Linked DNA regions of Mus musculus: region 1 is linked to region 2. A link is a contact called in public Hi-C data. All regions are on one chromosome and are shown on one strand. Each heading gives the region's core, a stretch centred on a gene start, on an enhancer-like site or on the middle of the called end of the contact. The rest is flanking DNA. Distances are from core to core; before and after follow the strand shown. Region 1 has its middle 86 kb from the start of Gm31581. Region 2 holds the start of Adgrb3 (adhesion G protein-coupled receptor B3).

Region 1 (2,995 bases), core at 448-2,947, 4.8 Mb before region 2:
AAGTGTAGTGTTTCTCTGCCTCTTCAGCTCCAAGTGCTTTTAGAAGGAAGAGGTAAAGACTGTATTCTGTATTCCTCTTATTATAGCATGTAGACGCTTCCAAGAGTGGAGATCCAGAGCACTCTGTTTTAGAAGACTGTACAGGGAACCTTAGGCCAGCTGTACATTGATCTTTAATTGAGGACCATCAGGGCTAGGACTACATTTAACCTTAGGGGGCTACATTTTTTTTCAAAGCTGTGCTCTGGGCTGATTTTTTAATGAAAGGATGTTAGAGGAAGGGCAGCAAGTGAATCTGGGGGAGAAAGATCTGAGAAAGGCATGGCTTCTCTATGGTTCTGGAGGGAGGTGCCAGTAGTGTTGGGGGTGTGATAAGGAGACAGTAGTGTGGAGGAATAGAAGGGACATGCTCATAGAAAGTGTAAGGAGACTTGGAAGGAAGGAAGAAGTAAGGAAACAAGGAATAGATGTGGTGTGTGTGTGTGTGTGTGTGTGTATGTGTGTGTATGTGTGTACATGTTGAGACCCTGAGGTCAAAGATGGTCCTCTTCTTTAGTAACCTATCACTTTAATTTCTAGAGAGCTTGCCTCTCATGAAACCTGGAGCCAGCAAGGCCCTAGGATCTGCCTGTGTCTGCCTCTGCGGCACCAGAATTCCGGCTGCTCCTTGCTAAATGGGCTTTTAAACATGGATGCTTGGGACCAAATACAGGTGCTCCAAGGTTCCTCCAGATCTCTTGGCTGGTTTTTGTTACTTTTTGGGAGATTGTTTTAGTTGAAATACAAAGGACCAGAATATCTTGATTCAGATTTTACTGAGAGACAGACAGAAAGACATCTTTTTTCAAACTGGATAAAAATTTAATCTGTAGTTCCGTTTGTATATACTTCATGTTATCATTTGTTTTTTATCTTTTCTGATGCCGAAAGACAGACAAGAGAGTCTGGGGAGGAGGTATGCAATTTTGTTAAAATGGGACATATACTTAATTTAATCTTAGGTGAGTTGGGGTGGGCACAGTGACTTACTTGTTAGGATTCTGTCCTGGCATCCCAGGGGAAGAAACTCCTGAAGACAGTCAGCTGCAGCACTTGCCCCAGTCTTTCCTCTCACTACTGGGATGGACTGTGTACTTTAGCCATCCTCCTAATGAGCTGGTGGATCTCACCATATGTTTCCCGTTACTCTGTGTGTGCTGCCCCAGCCTTGTGGACTTTATTTAGCAAGACACAGATGGTGATGGGACAGCTGCCTTGCAGTGAAATCAATGGTCACTTATCTACATCCTTACGCACTCCTGGATGCTGGATGTTGTACAAACGGGGCACATCAACTGGATGTCATTGTTGATTGGTAGACTCCCCAGGCAATCTTGCATTTGTTTCATTCTGTACTCAACAATTTGAAGGAAAGTCTAGGCATTTATTTATCTAGCCTACATGTATAAAATTACTTTTAACTTTAGCAACATGAGGAATTACCAGAAGTCTGAGAAGTAGTATTCACAAACATTTTTTTAATTTTTAATCAAAGGAAATCTCATCTGTTAAAAAAAAAAAAGGTTGTGTGTGATTTATTTTCCCTCCCCAGACATTCAGGTCAGTTCCTCTCCTTTCTGTCCTGGGTTGTGTCTCAGAGGACAACCTTTGCTGTTGGGTGCCAGGGAATAAAGGGAGTGGGAGAAAACCTATGTCCCGCCAGATTTCCAGTGCTCTGAGTAGGTGGACATGGAAGACTGCCACATGCTTTCAACATGGCCCTGGATGGATGTCTGGTTGTGGGAAGCAGTCCAAGGCAACAGATTCTCAGCCTTGGGCATCCTGCTCTGGATACTGCGGAAGAGCTGAGAACAAATGGGGGCCCTGGGAGCGGCTTGGTCAGCCTCAGAGCCAAAGGGAGGAGAGGGCAGGGGGAGAGGGTCCACTAGGTGGTTCCCATGAGGGCGAGAGTCCTTGGTCTGGTCGGTGGCTGGAGGGCAGGAAGACCTTCCGGTGGGAGGTTACACATTAGGGGAAAACCTATCCCATCGTTCAAGCATGGCAGGCCTCGATGAACAGAGACAGTATGTGATTTTAGAGCTTTATTGTAGAAAGGCAGGGAGAAAGGAGAGAAAGTAGAGAGAGAGACCGGCCTTGGCCACATGGAGAGAGGCGGGGAAGGGAGAGGGAGAAGGAAGGCTAGAGAGTAAGAAAGGTGAGAGTTTAAAGAGAGTGAGGAGGGGCCCAGCAGCCCCTTTTATAGTTGCCTGGGCTATAAGATAATTGTGGGGAGGAGCATAACTGGCTATAGTCAGGTAACTGTAGGGGTAGAGTCTAGCCAGAATGCCAGAAGCTTGGGACACTGTCTGCCTGCGTGATTTATAGTCACAGAATTATGGAGTTGGGGGGTCTGTGGTGTCAGGCACCTGGCTTTGGGAACGTGGCACACTTTTCTGTCCCTTGTAGAGTTCTTTACTGGGTCGCAGGAGCAAGCCTCATTCAACTAAATTAGGCTGCCTTTCATAGCCCCACACTTCACCATTCCTTTCCTGGGGAGCCTGGGCGGTTTAGTTAACCAGAAACCCCTGTGGCAGGTTGGGAAGGTGGAGGGAAGAGAAGTTCTTGGAAGATACCAAGGGCTCTCTGGCAACAGCTCCTGTCAGGCATCTCCATCTCAGCCTTAGATCTCCTCAGGATCCTCTCAGCACCTTGTTAATACCCTTCCCTGTGTGTAGAAGAGTGTCCCTAATCTTCTGTGATGTGGTGTGGCAATGGTCTCATAGGTCTCCTTAACATTTCATCCCGTCTAAAACCAAAATGGCAGAATGTCTCTTGGGGCTTATGAGTTGAATTTGGATTCCTGTGTGGGTTCAAGCTGATATAAAGTAAATGCTTTGCTTTCCAAAATCATTTTGTTTGGTTTTTGGAAACAGTTGTCATCCAATCCAACGGGAGGGAATCTCTGATTATATCCCCCTGGGGTTGACATAATCAATGAGTGGAATTCAGAGTCCAC
Region 2 (3,060 bases), core at 136-2,635:
TCTCAACGGACAACAAAGGTAGCTTTTCTTCATTTCTTCCCATCACTTACCCGAACTTCCTACGAGGGGAAACTTGACAAGGAATAAATGCATTAAGAAGCCAGAACGAATCAAAAGTTTAGAACCCGCACTATTGTCCCAACGCCATGCTGAGAGCAGCTCAGGACGCCTGACCTCGGTAGCCTGCTCAGTGGTCCTGGCAAAGCCTCTTTCGTGACAGAACAAATAAGCTGTTAATTGCAGTCTGGCTGTGATTTTAAAAACAAAAAACAAAACAAAACAAAACAAAAAAACTGAACAACTATAGTTCCAGCCTCCAGCCTGAGGCAAAGAGCAGTGGGAGCTGAGTTGTGGCCCCTCAGCTGCAGACTGGATCAAGGCTAAATCCCGGTGCTGAAATGACAGCTCTCCCGCTGCGGCAGGTCCGCTCTGAATGGCAGCAGACAGATGATCGAGTCCAGCGTTTACTTCCTACCCCTCCATGTCGCCTTCCCGTCTCCGCGCCCCCCTGCCTCTCCTCCTGGGGACTTTCTCCTACACTTGGTGGCGACCAGCCTCAGCGGTGGGAACTGAGGATGCGAAAACCTCCCAGGCGCAGAAAAGATCGGTTTTCCAGACGTGTTTGGGTTTGAGTAGCAGGGCGCGGGCTCGGCTAGAGCCCCGAGGAGCCCGCGCCCGCCCGCCCGCCCGCCCGCCTCGCTCCCGCGCCCGTCCTCCCTCCCGCCCGCTCGCCCGCTCGCCCGCTCGCCCGCCCGCCAGCTCGCCCGCCGCGGGGGAGGCCGGACTCTGGTCCGGGCGCAGCGCTCCGCCGGGGACGCGCGCACCCACGAGCACGCGCGCGGGAGGGTTGCCCAGCGGCGGGTGCGCGCCGAGGAACGCGCGGGCCCCCTTCGCGCGCAGCCCGGGGAGAGCGAGCGCCGCGCGCCGGCGCGCACGCCCGCCACACAGCTTTACTATCTCGTGCCCTCGCGCGCCTCCCTCCTCGCCCGGCATTCAAACAGCTTCCCGACGTCGCCAGCCCAGGATTTTACCCCCAGCTCCTCAGCCGCGCTCCGTCCATCAGTACCTGGCAGGGAGGAGGGCCGGGGAGGAGGGCGCACCAAGCAAGCAAACGGCTCCTGCTCCAGCCTCGCCACCGGCCGGGAGCACTCCTGCCACCAGCCCACCGCCCAACACGCCGCCCCAGCCAGCGCCGCCGGCCACTTCTCAGCGCTTTTTTGGCTTCTTGGCCAATCCGTTTGTTGCGGGGGGGTGGGTTTGGGAAAACACATCTGCGCTCTTTATCCACTTCCATTTTTCTGTTTGGTGTTTCTGTGGAGTCTCCCTTCAGGGGGCCTCTCCCCGCCTCTCCTTTGAAGGCTTCATTCACTTGGATAAGGCGCAAGGCTCTGGCCGCTGGATACCACCGCCCCCCCCCCTATTATTTTTTTTTCCTTTTTTTCCCTCTGCCTTTCGTTTGCATGCATTATTTTTTTTCCAATCATAAATCTTAATATTTGAAGCTGAACCGGGGGGAAAAATGGGCAACGGTGATTGGGACCGAAGGGGAGTCTCTCCATCACTGTTGTTGGGACGTGTGCCTGTTCTGGTGTCTTAGATCAAGAGCCTCCCGGAGCTTTCGGAGTGGAAGGTAAGGAAAGGGGCCTAAGGGTCACCTCTGTCTTCTGGGGGGTCGCCCGGAGAGACTTGGGCTCAGTTTGGGGGGATGGAAGTCAAGGCTGTTGCTGGCGGATGGCAAGATTCTGAGCTTACTAAAACGCCGCAGTTGAAAAGTTAAGAGAAGTCTGTTTTTGAAGAGGTGTGCTGGATGGGAAGGAATAGGGAGAGAGACCCAGAAAATCTAGCAACTCGTGCGTGATTGAGGTAATTTTAGCGGGGGCGGAGGGGGGTAGGTTAAAAGGAAGTTAGGATAGAGTAGGATTGGGTCTTCTGTTGGGGGAAAAAATCAGTGGAGTGATGGCGCCGTCTATGTTCGGCTAAACTAAAGTGTCACCCAGAAGATCAGTTTGAGAATAGCTAAACTCAGTGCTGGTTTGCCTCTCAGAAAGAGCCAAATAAATAAATAAATAAATACAACATTCTGGAGCCCTCAGTGACCATCCCTTAGGCAACCTCTGGCCCTTATTTTTCCTTAGACAGATATACGGTTGTTTGAACAGGGCCTGCAGTGGGGGTGGGGGCAGTTCAATGATTCATATTTCTTATTATATAGAAACAAACAAGACTTCGTACCCCAAGAATGGTTAAAAATAAAGAGCGTTACATGAAGGGTGGAAGAGAGATGTGAAATCAGCTCTTCCCTTCTCTTCTAATCACTGATAAGCACACTATTGCAGACATCCACTGCCAAATAAATGGAAGCAGAAATACCGATTTTTTTTTTAATAAGGAAAAGAAATACGACCTCCTTTTGAGTTCCTGATTATAAAATGAAGCCCCCTTTCATGGTTGGAATTCCTAATTTAGACACTTACTGTCACATCGGCTTTCAACGCCTACACTCTATCCTGAAGAACACTGCGCAGACCTGCATTGCCTGCAAAGTGCTACAGCGTGCACACACACACACACACACACACACACACACACGAGACTGTTCCCATTTTTTTTAAACACACGTAACCTCTAAAATATCATTACCTTTATTTATTTATTTATTTACTTATTTTCAACTGGAAAAGGCATTACTCAGTGAGCTGTGTGTTTGGAAGAGAAAACGCTATTCTGATAGTCCTATCAGCTCTGGGTTTATTTTAAACTGCTGTTGTGTAGAGATTTACAGTTGGGGCTGTTTTGGCCTCTGTCAAGACATAGTGTTTGAATCATACTCTGTGAAATGCAGATCTGTTCAGGGACTTTGGTCACTGGATTGGGAGTGCATGTGTTGCTGTGTTATGCAATGGCAAAGAAGAAGGTTGTATGCTTTAGTTCAAAGACCAGACAGAGAAGGCATGAAAACTCTTAACAGTCTCTATGTCTGTCTGTCTGTCTGTCTCTGTGTATAGAATGGTGGAGGAGACTTCAGTTTAAAGCCTTTTAAAATGAACTTGATATCACTTT

The links. A called contact is a pair of places that touch in the nucleus more often than the background predicts.
Region 1: a contact with region 2 is called in a Hi-C map of cerebral cortex, with 3 times the contacts expected there. The contact joins the enhancer-like site here to the promoter of Adgrb3 in region 2. A contact is called at or near these places in 5 of 484 Hi-C or Micro-C datasets (cerebellar granule neurons, cerebellum, cerebral cortex and 1 more).

Annotation. Positions count from the first base shown.
Region 1 is chr1:30,587,298-30,590,292 of GRCm38.p6, reverse strand. No RefSeq gene overlaps it. Among named protein-coding and RNA genes, the nearest start is that of Gm31581, 86 kb to the right of the region's middle. Within about 2 kb of position 1,697, at least 10 of the 459 cell types and tissues checked have an H3K27ac peak or open chromatin away from gene starts, as enhancers often do. A contact at or near this core is called in cerebral cortex, where this site is marked.
Region 2 is chr1:25,828,032-25,831,091 of GRCm38.p6, reverse strand. Adgrb3 (adhesion G protein-coupled receptor B3) reads left to right here and starts at 1,385. Exons shown (of 31, transcript NM_175642.4): 1 at 1,385-1,630. It overlaps Gm9884 (predicted gene 9884), which reads right to left and starts at 662. Exons shown (of 2, transcript NR_169046.1): 1 at 51-662.